2 separate regions of the Sus scrofa genome follow, and region 1 is linked to region 2. Evidence: chromatin contacts called from public Hi-C data. All regions are on one chromosome and are shown on one strand. Each heading gives the region's core, a stretch centred on a gene start, on an enhancer-like site or on the middle of the called end of the contact. The rest is flanking DNA. Distances are from core to core; before and after follow the strand shown. Region 1 overlaps SHROOM3 (protein Shroom3). Region 2 overlaps SHROOM3 (protein Shroom3).

Region 1 (6,632 bases), core at 1,545-4,044, 81 kb before region 2:
ATCATCTCCACCTGTTACTGCACAGCATTTTGATCCTTTCGGGACAATAAATACAACATGTCGGCAACTTGGCAAAAATAGAGCCAGAATATATTTGATATCAACATCCCTTAGACCACAATCATCCAAACCTCCAAGTCTTACCCAGGCTAAAAGGGCTGAGAGCATCCTCTTTCAAGGCAACCAGAAGCTCAAATTCTAGTATGTGGCCCCTGTTACCTGAAGAGTAGGAGGCACTTAAGGTTTGGGAATCCAGGATGCTGGCCTTAGCCCAGTGTTTCATATGGCCATACTGCATAAAAAGCCAGAGGATGTGGTCATAAGTCAATACATCTCTGCCTTGTCAGTTCCAAAGTATATGCTTTTGTTTGTTGCTTTTCTTTTCTTTATTTTTATTTTATTTTATTTTATTGTCTTTTTAGGGCCACAACTGCAGCATATGGAAGTCCCAGGCTAGGGGTCGAACTGGAGCTGCAGCATTGCCAGTCTACACCACAGCCACAGCAATGTCAGATCCGAGCTGCAATCTGCGACCTACACCACAGTTCATGGCAACACCAGATCCTTAACCCACTGATCAAGACCAGGGATTGAACCCGAATCCTCATGGATACTGTGGGGTTCAGTACCGCTGAGCCACAACAGGAACTCCCCAGAGCATATTTTTAAAAGTATATGTTTTTAGAAGATGGCCATCTCAAGAAACAGGAGGTGATAGAGACCTGCCTGGTCCATTTACACCACATTAGATTTAGGCAAGCTGCAGGGGCCCCAGCCATCAGTGTTCCATCCCTCTACCTCTTAGTATAAATGCAGAATAATAAAATACAATGTAACAATGCGAATGCCAATGAGGACAATAAAAATAACTAACAGTTATTGAGCACTTACTTTGTGCTAGTTACACGCCTTAGCCCATTTAATCCTCACAATCACCTTCTGGGGAAAACACTCCCATCCTCTTTTTTTTTTTTTTTTTTTGGTCTTTTTTGCTTTTTCTAGGGCTGCACCCACAGCGTGTGGAAGTTCCCAGGCTAGGGGTCTCATCAGAGCTGTAGCCACCGGCCACAGCCACAGCCACAGCAATTCGGGATCCGAACCGCGTCTGCGATCTACACCACAGCTCACGGCCAACGCCAGATCCTTAAGCCACTGAGCAAGGCCAGGGATTGAACCCGCAACCTCATGGTTCCTAGTCAGATTCATTAACCACTGAGCCACTTTGGGAACTCCCACTCCCATCCTCTTTTGGAAGACAAGGAAGCTGAGGAGAGAAGTGATCTATCCAAAGTTCCAGGGTCCCGGAGTCAGTGACAAGCCAGCATCTGAACACAGCCAGTCTGGCTCAAAAGGCTCTTCTCTTTCTAAACTCTAAACACCACATTGCACAGTGAGATCCATGGAAGAATCCAAAGATGTACTCACAGCTATCACAGTGCAAAGTAATTTGCTCTCCTGCAGGGCAACCAAGAGGGATTCAATTTAAAAACCATTTCGTAGCATTGACTAAAGTTTATTTATGGTAACTCATTTTACTTTTGCCTACTATTTACCAATCTACCTCCACTAGTCAACCTAGGTACAAGTGGGTAGTCTTTCAAAGATGAAGCAAAGGCTTTCAGCACAGAACAAATGCAGGAAATGCAGCGTGACATAGGTCTGCAGCCATCATTTGTCAGGAATTTATGCAATTTTACAGTTTTCAATAAAGACAAATGCATAGCAGCATGTGGATTAACCGTACACTTTGCAAGACAGAAATGCATAAAATCTGGGGGAGAAAGCCCATTGTTCAATTCTTTCTTTTTGAAATGATGTGATTACCTAGAGGACTTTGTGATTTCTTTTAGCTATTCTTAGACCCACGGGGTCCTTCTGTATCATGAGCAGCCCTTCTCACCAGAGTTGGGTTGGAAAATACGCAATCAGTCATTTGTGAACTAAAGATAACCAAGGAGAACAGAGAACAGCGAACCAAAGGAAAGTTCTGTGATTGCTCCAGGATGGTCTCACCCTTGGCCGGCTTTCCCTTTCCTTGAAGGAAAGTGTTGAAATGTGAAGGCATTCCTCACCCAGCCTCTCTCCGTCCCCTCCCTGGATGGCCACGGGACAGCCATGTGTCCAAAGAGGGCTAAACCTCATTCGTTGGAAGGTGAACACTTAGTCAATCTGGTCATGGCTTCTTTTTTTCCCACCCACAATCTCCCAAGCAACTGGCCTGATGATTTTTTTTTTTTTTGTCTTTTTGCCATTTCTTGGGCTGCTCCTCCAGCACATGGAAGTTCCCAGGCTAGGGGTCGAATCGGAGCTGTAGCCACCTGCCTACACCACAGCATAGCCACTCAGGCTCCGAGCCGCATCTGCGACCTATGCCATAGCTCACGGCAACGCCGGATCCTTAACCCACCGAGCAAGGCCAGGGATCGAACCCGCAACCTCATGGCTCCTAGTCGGATTCGTTAACCACTGCGCCACGACGGGAACTCCACGGCCTGATGATTTTTTGGACTGAAGTGTTGGATAATTTGAGAGTTACACAGAAAGAAGACAGCCCAGGCTACTAAACCTATAGGAAGGATTAGCAATTGTTTCCCTATATAGACAGAAGAAAAGAATTTCATTTAGCAATTGGAAGGCTACATTCTTGCTGAAAGAGACAGTCCAGTTTTGAAAAGTAATCACCTGTTGCTCCCAGCAGTCATTATGTAACCCAGGATTTCTCAAACTTGCACCACGTGGGCCAGATAATGCCTTGTTGTGGAGGCCGTCCTGGGCACCGGACGACCTGCCCTCTGCCCTATAGAACCAGTAGCACAACTTCCCCAGCGTGACAACCAAAAAAATCTCCAGACTTGGCTAAAGGCAAACCCACTTCCAGTTGAGAACCGATAATTTAAATATTTAACTATCACCAGCGTTTCTGCCTTCTCTGTCATAACAAACATATTATGGATGGTTCTTTTTAAACATCTTGAAAGAGTTTTCTTCCTCAAAGGCATAATAGATTTCAGAGTAGTGCTAAAAAAAAAACAGGCTTTCCACTTTTCCTGGTCTCTGATTCTGATAGTCAGGGTTGCTTCACAAAGATTCAGTGACAATCAGGAACAATGATTCTTGATGCTTAAATATGTATTTCTTATCCCAGGCACTTTAACAATATTTTCTCCTGAGTTCTCACCACTCCCCTTTTTACCAGTGAGGTAGAAACACACTAGTTGTTTACTTTCAGTTATAGTGCAGCATAATTTTTTTTTTTTTTTTTTTTTTAGGGCCGCACCCGAGGCATATGGAGGTTCCCAGGCCAGGGGTCAAATCAGAACTGCAGCTGCCGGCCTACACCGCAGCCCAAGCAATGCCAGATCCAAGCCTCAGCTGAGACCTACACCAGAGCCACATCAACGCAGGATCCTTAACTCACTGAACAAGGCCAAGGATTGAACCCACGTCCTCATGGATACTAGTCAGGTTTGCTACCGCTGAGCCATGACGAGCACTCCCATAAAATATTTCTAATATGCAAAAGCATTAAATGGAGGCATTTACAAAAATATCACACCTATGGGCAATGAAAACTGGCAGGACCATCGGGGACATTCCAGAGCAATGACCAGGGTTACAGTCACTGAGTACCTTATCGAGACCGTTTCTTGATAAGGAAAGTTAATCACTCTTTCAGTGCAACTGGCTGATAAAACCACACACGCTAATAGTTATCAAGAAATTTTCTTCATTGAATTATTAAACATAAAATATCAAACATAGCTTCAGTGCTCGACTGTATCCTAGAAAAACATCTCAGGCATGTGAAAACCAGGAGTACCATAGTTCTGGGAGTTCCCTGGTGGCCTAGCGGTTAAGGATCTGGCGTCAATGCTGTGGCACAGTTTCGATCCCTGCCTGGGGAACTTCCGCATATGAGGGAGTGGCAGGAAAAAAAAAAGGACCATCGTTCTCTGCCTTCTTTCAGCGGTTTCTGTAGTCTAATGGTATGCTTTTCTATCCCAGCATAACCAGCCTCATCTCCCAAGGTGCCCAGGAAAGAGTGGGGTATGTATGGAAACTTCCCTCTGATTCATGGGGCATGCACCGCTTTCCCGTGGCCCCATCCATCAAGAAGGCAGCATTGCATAATGTTCGCCATCCAGCAGATGCCAGCTCAAGGAATAATCAAAGTTGGCAAAAGCACATTGTATCATTTCTTAACGTCTCCACATCGGCATTGATAACAAGAGCAACAACAGCCCCTGCTACCAGCACCACTGTGACCAGCATGCTACCTGCCAGCCCCACGTCAAGCACTTCACTTTCATTGCCCCTTAACCGTCGTGACGGCTCTGTGAGCTGGGTCATAGCTCCCCCACTTTACAGATGAGGTTCACAAAAGTAAGTATCCTGCCCAAAGCGATGGAAGGAATTGAAGTCGATATTCAAACCAGGGACAATTCACCTTGAAAGCCTGAACAATTATCCTATCATGACAAGCACAGCAAGACAGAAAAAACCCTAGCTGTGCACTACCATGAGCAAAACAAAAAAATGCTTTCTCCAAAAGAACGGGGAGAGGGTTTGGGAGACTCTAGGTTTATATCATTTTACTCTTTTAAAAAAATTTTTATGTAAGAAAGATAACCAGAGTGATAGGTATATTATGCGGACAAAAGCCAAAGTGCACCTGGGACCCAAGGCTGTGTTGGTTTTCAATTGTTTTTTTGGGGGGGTGGTTTGTTTGTTTTTGTTTTTTAATGGCCGCACCTGTGGCATGTGGAGGTTCCTGGGCTGGGGATTGAACCCAAGCCTCCACAGTGACCCAAGCCTCTTTTACTCTTGAAAGAAAGAAGAAGGGTGAGGAACTAGCTGTCTGCAGCTGGGCAGCACTATCTGGTAAAGACCGATTATCCACCGCAGGAAATTTTACTGTACTTGAAAGGGGGCATAACAATTTCCTTTAATATCAGTTGGCCGTTTTCTGAAGGGTCACAACTTAAGACCCATGTTTCCCTGTATCTCAAAAGCAACTAATAAAGCCTTCCTTTTAATCCTTAACTGCAGGCTTCCATGACAAACTTTTGATTGTTATTCACGAGTTAACGCCTTTCTCTGTGTCAAAGTTCTCAGGTTTATCAGCCTTTGCTAGGAAGCCAAACCTTCTACTGAGCTGCCAAAGTGAAAAATCTGGGAGTCATTCTGACAGCCTCCTCCTGCCATCACATCCACCTACTCCCCTTCCAGATACCAAACCCACCACGTCCTCCCCTTTTACTGACACACACTGACACACACACACACACACACACACACACACACACACACACACAACTTTTCAGATTCTTTTCTAATATTGGTTATCATAAGATTTTTTTGGCCATGCCCATGGCGTGCAGAAGTTCCCGAGCCAGGGATAGAACCCGAGCCACAGCTGTAAAAATGCTGGATATATATATATAATTTTTTTTTTTTTTTTTTTTTTTTTGTGTGTCTTTTAGGGCTGCACCCACAGCACATGAAGATTCCCAGGCTAGGAGTCAAAGCAGAACTGTAGCTGCTGGCCTACACCACAGCCACAGCAATGCCAGATCTGAGCTGTGTCTGCGACCTACACCACAGCTCATGGCAACGCCAGATCCTTAACCCAGTTAAGTAAGGCCAGGGACTGAACCTGTGTCCTCATGGATGCGAGTCAGATTCATTTCTGCTGAGCCACGACAGGAACTCCAATGCTGGATCTTTAATAGCTAGGCCACCAAGGAATGACACAAGATATTATTACTCCCTGTGCTGTTCAGTAGGTCCTTGTTGGTTTTCTATTTTATATATAGTAGTATGTATACGTTAATCCCAAACTCCTAATCCATCCCTCCCCCTGCCTTACCCTTTCGGTAACCAGAAGTTTGTTTAAGTATGTCTGCGAGTCTATTTCTGTTTTGTAAATAAGTTGATTCGTATCATTTTTTTTTTTTTTTTAGATTCCACATATAAGTGATATATGGTATTTGTCTTTCTCTGACATACTTCGCTTAGTATGATAATCTCCAGGTCCATCCATGATGGACAAATGGCATTATTTCATTCACTCCTGATCTGCCTTTTAAATTCCTCAGTAACTCCCTATCACCTTCAGGGTCGTGTTCAATCTTATGAGCATCCTCACATATGCTTTCCAATAAAAAAATACCAAATACGAGTTCCCATCATGGCTCAGTGGGTTCAGAACCCGACCAGTATTGAGAAGTATGTGGGTTCAATTCCTGGCCTCATTCAGTGGGTTAAGGATCCAGGGTTGCCATGAGCTGTGGTGCAGGTCACAGATGAGGCTCGGACTTGGCATTGCTGTGGCTGTGGCATAGGCTGGAACCTCCATATGCTGCAGATGGGGCCCTAAGAAGAGGGAGAAAAAAAAAATACCTTCAGGCAGGTCTACCTCCAGCCCACGTGGCACCTTGTGCAAATTAGACAAAGGCACTTCCTACTACAGGTGCTCCGAGGAGCCAAGCCCACGCAGGATTTCAGCCCTGCTCTCACCCCATCTCTGCCCACCCTTTTTGAAAGGTCACAAGTGCTCAACCAGCCCTGCAGCCCTAACTTAAGCTTCTCATCAAGCACCTCTTTGTCTACTTGTCTAGAACACCTTTACC
Region 2 (6,667 bases), core at 2,488-4,987:
ACCATAGGGTTCACCCCATAACCAAGAGATTTAAAAGAATGAAAATTACACCACTTCTATGTGGAATCTGTTTGAAAAAAGGATACAAAAGAACAATCTGTAAATCAGAAACAAACTCACAGATTTCAAAACCAAAAACCGTAGGCGAAACCATTGCAGAGGAGGGAAGAATTGGGGAAGTGGGAATAACATACACACCCTATTGTATAAAATAGATGATTAACGAAACAATAGTTTGTGATAACCTCTATGGGAAAAAAGAATGGATATATTTATATGTGTGACTGATTCACTTTGCTGTACACCTGAAACTAATACAACATTGAAAGTGAAAACAAACAAATATAAAAAGAGCTTAGGAGTTCCCATCAAGGCTCAGTGGTAACAAACCTGACCAGTATCCATGAAGACTCGGGTTCGATTCCTGGTCCCACTCAATGGGTTAAGAATCCAGCATTGCTGTGAGCTGTGATGTAGTTGCTAGATGTGGCTCGGATCCAAGCAGCATTGCTGTTTTGCCATGGCTATGGTGTAGGCTGGCAACTACAGCTCCAATTTGACTGCTAGCCTGGGAACATCCATATGCTTCAGGTGTGGCCCTAAAAAGACAAAGAAAAAAAAAAGAGCTTAATAAGTGAAAAATAATTTTAAAATAAAATAATGAAAATTATGTAAACCTTCCTTCAAACTTGAGAGAAAGGGGATTTTTTTTTTTCTTTTTATCCATGCACCTGTGGAATATGGAGGTTCCCAGGCTAGGGGTCGAATCAGAGCTGCAGCTGCCATTTACACCACAGCCACAGCAACACTGGATCTGAGCCCCATCTTCGACCTATGCCACAGCTTGCAGCAATGCCACATCCTTAGGCCAGGGATTGAACCCGCATCCTCATATTAGGTCCTTAACCCACTGAGCCACAATGGGAACTCTGAGAAAGGAGATTAAAAAAAAAAAAAAAAAAAACTCTTTTGGGCTGGAAGAAAAAGAACAAGAGAGCAAGTCCTTGGTGAGAATGGCTGATGTCCAACCCTGGGAGCAGCAGGGAGACAAGAGAGCTGGGAGCAGGAGGGCTTGGGCCCTCCCTCCCCAGCAAGAATCCTGCAAGGGAACATTCTCACCCAGAGCCCTGGGCCAGCGTGCAGGCTAGAGCAGAGAGCAATGGCCACAGGGTAGGTCCAGCCAGACAGCCCCTCTGAGACAGACCCTCCACCCCACCTCCACGCTTCCTGCAGCATCACAGCAGCCCAGGAGAGCCGTGGGTATCTTCCCCGTGGTTTCCCTCCCACCTGCTCTCTGAGATGGGGCAAGGGTTTGCCTGAGAGAAACAGTGGACTAGGAATAGCCTTATTGTGTATGAACCTGGCAGCCACAGGGCAGGGGCGGGCTATGGACATCAGCCCTGGGGGGCAGGGAGGACAGCAGTCAAAAGTCAAAGTCAGCCCAGAAGAGGTTCGTCTCAAGAACCAGTTTTCTACCCCTTAAATGTCAAGGTCACCATAAGAACACCAAGAACCAAAAAAAAAAAGAGAGAGAGAGAGAGGAAAAGAAAAATCTTGACTAAGAGTTACTCAAGAAGGACTGGGTTTCCAGCATCTAGAGTCACATCCCAACAGCTCTTGCCCTGGTATGCTGGCATCCTCAGAGAGCGTCTGCTGCTCTGGCTTCACTGACGAGGGAAATCGGTGCCCCCCAGCAATGCTCAGATCAGAAACACACCCTTGATGGCTTCTGGACAGAGCAGGTTAGCAGGCATCTTCCCTCATACCCCTCGGGGAGTCGGTACCTGCCATGGTGTATTATACGCCCTTTTCTCTTTCTGCTACAGCTGCTACAAAATTCCCGGGAAGGCAGTGCTCCCAAAGCAGACCATCATGGCCAACGGCAAATTCTCCTGAAGAAGAGCTGAGATTGAGGGTAGGGATGGGGGCTTGAAGTCAGGTGGGAGAAGAGTTTTTTGGGGGGTTTTTAAAATTTTTTTTTTCTTTTTAGAGCCACACCTGCAGTGTATGGAAATTCCCAGGATAAGGGTCAAATTGGAGCTGGATCTGCTGGCTTATACCACAGCCATGTGGTAACACTGGATCCGAGCCGCATCTGCAATCTACACCGCAGCTCACAGCAATGCAGGATTCTTAACCCACTGAGCGAGGCCAGGGGTCGAACCTGAATCCTCATGGATGCTAGTCAGGTTCGTTACCACTGAGCCACATTGGGAAATCCCAAAGAAGTTATATTTAAATGCTTAAAAAAGACCAGGGTTTAAACCAGAGGTAATTGGATTTATCTTGAATTAGAAATATTTAGTTTTCTATTACCATGTAGAAATTAGGGCTCATGAGTTAATTTAATTCAATTATAGAAAAATAAAATTACTTCTCAGCTCACTTGACATTTGTGTTAATGAAAATTTACTCTCTCAGAATTTTTTTTTTTTTTTTTTTTTTTTGGCCATGTCCATGGTGTGCAGTAGTTCCTGGGCCACGGATGGAACTTGTGCCACAGCAGCGACCGAGCTATAGCAGTGACAATGCCAGATGTTTAATTGCTAGACTACCAGGGAACTCCCTCTCTGTACATTTTCATGTAAATTCACTGTTACTATTTCAATTTTTTTTTTTTTTTTTTTAGGGCCACACACGAGGCATATGGAGGTTCCCAGGCTAGGGGTAGTCAGAGCTGCAGCTGCTGGTCTACACCACAGCCGCAGCAATGCCAGATCCAAGTCATGTCTGCGATCTACACCACAGCTCATGGCAATACCAGATCCTTAACCCACTGAGTGAGGCCTGGGAGGGAACTACATCCTTATGGATACTAGTCTGGTTTGTTCCTGCTGGGGCATGACGGGGAACTCCCACTGTTTCAATTTTATCTCACCTTTCAGAATTAGAGGTTTGATGCCCTCATAAAAGAGTTTTAATCCTCAGTGCAAGAATTAGAGGGACTGTTCTAGCGGGTGTATCAGTGGGCCTGGCGATTGTCGTCCAGCATCCACTGCACCCTTGAAGCAGCTGTGGTGACTGCATCTCCAAGTGAGCCCCGAGCCACCCACAGGGACCCCTAGCCTCAGCCAGTCCGCACATGACATTTCTCAGATCAGAGGCCTCAGTCACAGTTGGGGCAGGGGTATCAGCCAGTGCTGGGGACAGACCTCCTCTCTCTGGAGATGGACAAGGAGAAGTGGCAAAGGCCTTAAGTTTGAAATTAACACCATTGAAGGTAAAGAACAAAGAACAAACGCCTGGCCAGTTACTCAGTCCCACCAACGCTGAGACCCTCTGGGGTTTCCAGGGCCGAGGCAGTCAGTCCAGCTCTTGGATTGTTCAACCCAGTTTGAGGTGGGCTCTGTGTTCCGTGTGACCAAAACCCCCTGAAATGCCGTGGCTGCAACAGAGGACGTTCTGCGCTCCGAATTTTCAATGCACTGCCCTCCGACCTGCGACTTCATTCTCCCAGGGGCCTGGAGCCACAGGCCTCTCTCTCGCTTTCCCCTCCTCCCTCGGCTTTTCATCCTTCAAGACGAGAGGGAGGGCGGGGGGGAGAGGGAAGGGGGGAGAAGGGGGGAGAAGCGGGGGAGGGGGAGGCGGCATCAGCTTCCTGCTTTTGGTCCAGGCCGCTGGAACATTCCTTATGCGCTCTTACATAAAACGAAGAATGTGAGCGCTCATTGTTCAGGGGTGTTGGGTGACTCCAGACTCCGGGAGAACAATCCATTCCACACATTCCGCCAGCAGCTCGTGACCAGGTGATGCAAGCCGGGGGGACGCGATGCCCCGAGCTGGTTTGATCTGTCGTGGGGATCGGGGATCGGGGATCGGGGCTGGCGGCTCTGAGACTGTTACCTTTCACTCGCCCCGCTGCCCTCTCACATACCACTTCTAGACCCTTCCAGGCACCTCCCAGGCCGAGTTTACAACAAGCCACTGGACGGGACACTTATCAAAGGGCAAACATTGACTTTACAAGGTGGCAGTTAAAAATAACCTGCCAGAGGCTCAGAGTGCGTCAGGGAAGGCCATTGTCCCCTGGGGTGTGTGGTGTGCCCAAGACTTCCTCCCCAAGGCCTCCCTCCCACCTTCGTCTTTTGTACGTATTGATTGATTAAAGTATAGTTGATTGAGGACGTTGTGTTTTAGGTGGACCGCAAAGAGGTTCAGTTTTGTATACAGATTATATTCTTTCTGACTCTTTTCCATTATAGGTTATTACAGGATACTGAACACAGTTCCCTGTGCTGAGTAGGTCCTTGTTGTTTCTCTGTTTTATGTAGAGTGGTGTGTATCTTTTCATCCCAAACTCCTAATTTCTCTCTCCCCACCCTTTCCCCTTTGGTGACCATTAGTTTTCTGTCTCTGAATCTGCTTCTGCTTTGTACATAGGTTCGTGTGTGTCCTATTTTAGATTCCACATATAAGTGATATCATGCAGGATTTGTCTTTCCCTGTCTGGCTTCCTTCGCTTAGTAATGCACATTCTGTTTCCTTTCTGTGGCTGCAGATTGACAAGATTCAAAGAGGGCAGTGTCTTTAGGATGTCAGATTTTTTTTTAGTTTCTGCCCTTTCCCATTTACTCTTTGTCTTTGGGGCTAGCAGACAAATCCCAACCTGGCTGGTGCAGAGAGGAGCAGTACACAGGAACCTACTAGCATGCATGCATTCATTCATTCATCCATCCATTCATTTTTGCATCCAGAGGCATGTGGATCCTGGAAAAGAGGCATCATTCCCAAGGCTTGGTTTCAGCTCACAAAGCCAACAATGAAGTCAGGTCCAGGCTGCTTGCCATGCAGGCAGCACAAAGGTAGGACACAGTCAGGCCATGGCCAGCAAAGATCAGAGGAGGCAGCAGACTCTTTTCAAATGTGACATGGGGGGAGAGTTCCCTTCATGGGGCAGCAGAAATGAATCTGACTAGTATCCACAAAGATGCACGTTCGATCTTTGGCCTCGCTCAGTGGGTTGAGGATCCGGCATTGCCATGAGCTGTGGTGTATGTCACAGTCATGGGTTGGATCCCGTGTTCCTATGGCTGTGGTGTAGGCCGGCAGCTGTAGCTCCAAGTCAATCTCTAGCCTAGGAACCTTCATATGCTGCAGTTCGGCCCTAAAAAGACACACACACAAAAAAGTTATCAAATGCGACATGGGGGGGATGCCCGTTAAATAATAAAAGACTGGTTCCTTGCATCCATGTTGAAGCAAAGGTGTTTAGAGTCAATACCCTGCTGGAAAGCGCTAAATTTTAGAATAGGCTCTGTGCTTGGAAAAATGATATTCGAGAACCTTGAAGAACTCTACTGAAAGACCTCTCAAAACTCTGTGTTAAAAAAAACAAACAACTCAACTGGAAAGTGGGCAACTGGAAAGTGGGCGGAGGAAGAGGATATAGGATGGCAAATAAGCACATGAAAAGGTGTTCAACCTCACTAACCAGTAGAGAGATGCAAATTAAGACCGCAGTGAGATAATATTATTCAGCTAACTGAAATAAAAAACCGTAATAATGCCAATGCTGATGAGGATCTGGAGAAACTTCTTGATCTTTCATACTTAGCCGGTCAGGGGGGCAAGGAACTTAAAATGCTTCAGCCTCTCTGGAAAATCGTGTGAAAGTTTCTTTTTTTCTTTCTTTTTTCTTTTTTTTTTTTTGTCTTTTCTAGGGCTGCACCTGAGGCATGTCGAGGTTCCCAGGCTAGGGGTCAAATCAGAGCTTCAGCTGCCAACCTACACCACAGCCACAGCCACGCCAGATCCGAGCCTCGTCTGCAACCTATACCACGGCTCACAGCAACACCCGATCCTTAACCCACTGAGCAAGGCCAGGGATCAAACCCGCAACCTCATGGTTCCTAGTCGGATTTGTTAACCACTGAACCACAATGGGAACTCCTGAGAGTTTCTTTTAAAACTAAACATACCCTTGCCATGTGACCCAGCAATTGCACTCCCGGGCATCTCTCCTAGGGAAATGAAAATTTTCGTCCAATAGTAACTTGTACATGCAATTGTTCACAGCAGCTTTTTTTTTTTTTTTTTCTTTTGGTAGGGCCTAAGGTGCAGCATATGGAGGTTCCCAGGCTAGGTAGGGGTCGAATCCAAGCTACAGCTGCCGGCCACAGCCACAGCCACAGCAGCATGAGATCTGAGCCACGTCTTCGGAACTATATCACTGCTCACGGCAACCTGCTCACGGCAACGCTGGATCCTTAACCCACTGACAGAGGCCAGGAATTCAACCTCAAGGATACTAGTCAGGTGCATTTCAGCTGAGCCACAGCAGGAACTCCAATTGCTCACAGCAACTTTATCTGTAGTAGCCCATAACTGGCTTCAACCAAAATAACCCTCAAAAGCTGAGTGGTTAAACAAAACTGTGGTGCATTTCAGTTAAAAAATGAAACAGAAACCTCAATTAAACAGAGCCCAGGAGAGGGAGCTCTCGCACTCTGAGATGATGGCGGAGCCCAAAAGGAAGGAGAAAAACTCCTTTCTTTCCTGGCAAGGACTCAGCCAATGAAAAGCCAAAGACTCTTTGTATGTGAAGCCTCCCAACTTCCTCTTCCGTCTGAAAGTGTTCTCCTCCCTTGTTCTGTGGGGACTTGCACATGGCTCCCTGTGGTTGCTGACCCTGAAATGCAATTCTCTACTGATCCCCAAGAAATCCATC

What was found. A called contact is a pair of places that touch in the nucleus more often than the background predicts.
Region 1: a contact with region 2 is called in a Hi-C map of liver, with 2.1 times the contacts expected there. The contact joins two enhancer-like sites. A contact is called at or near these places in 1 of 5 promoter capture datasets (liver) and 5 of 47 Hi-C or Micro-C datasets (epiblast stem cells, fetal heart ventricle, liver and 1 more).

What each region holds. Positions count from the first base shown.
Region 1 is chr8:72,261,028-72,267,659 of Sscrofa11.1, reverse strand. The region is part of intron 3 of SHROOM3 (protein Shroom3); the gene reads right to left. Among named protein-coding and RNA genes, the nearest start is that of SHROOM3, 170 kb to the right of the region's middle. Within about 2 kb of position 2,794, at least 11 of the 83 cell types and tissues checked have an H3K27ac peak or open chromatin away from gene starts, as enhancers often do. A contact at or near this core is called in liver, where this site is marked.
Region 2 is chr8:72,180,466-72,187,132 of Sscrofa11.1, reverse strand. All of the region lies in intron 2 of SHROOM3 (protein Shroom3), which reads right to left. Among named protein-coding and RNA genes, the nearest start is that of SHROOM3, 86 kb to the right of the region's middle. Within about 2 kb of position 3,737, at least 36 of the 83 cell types and tissues checked have an H3K27ac peak or open chromatin away from gene starts, as enhancers often do. A contact at or near this core is called in liver, where this site is marked.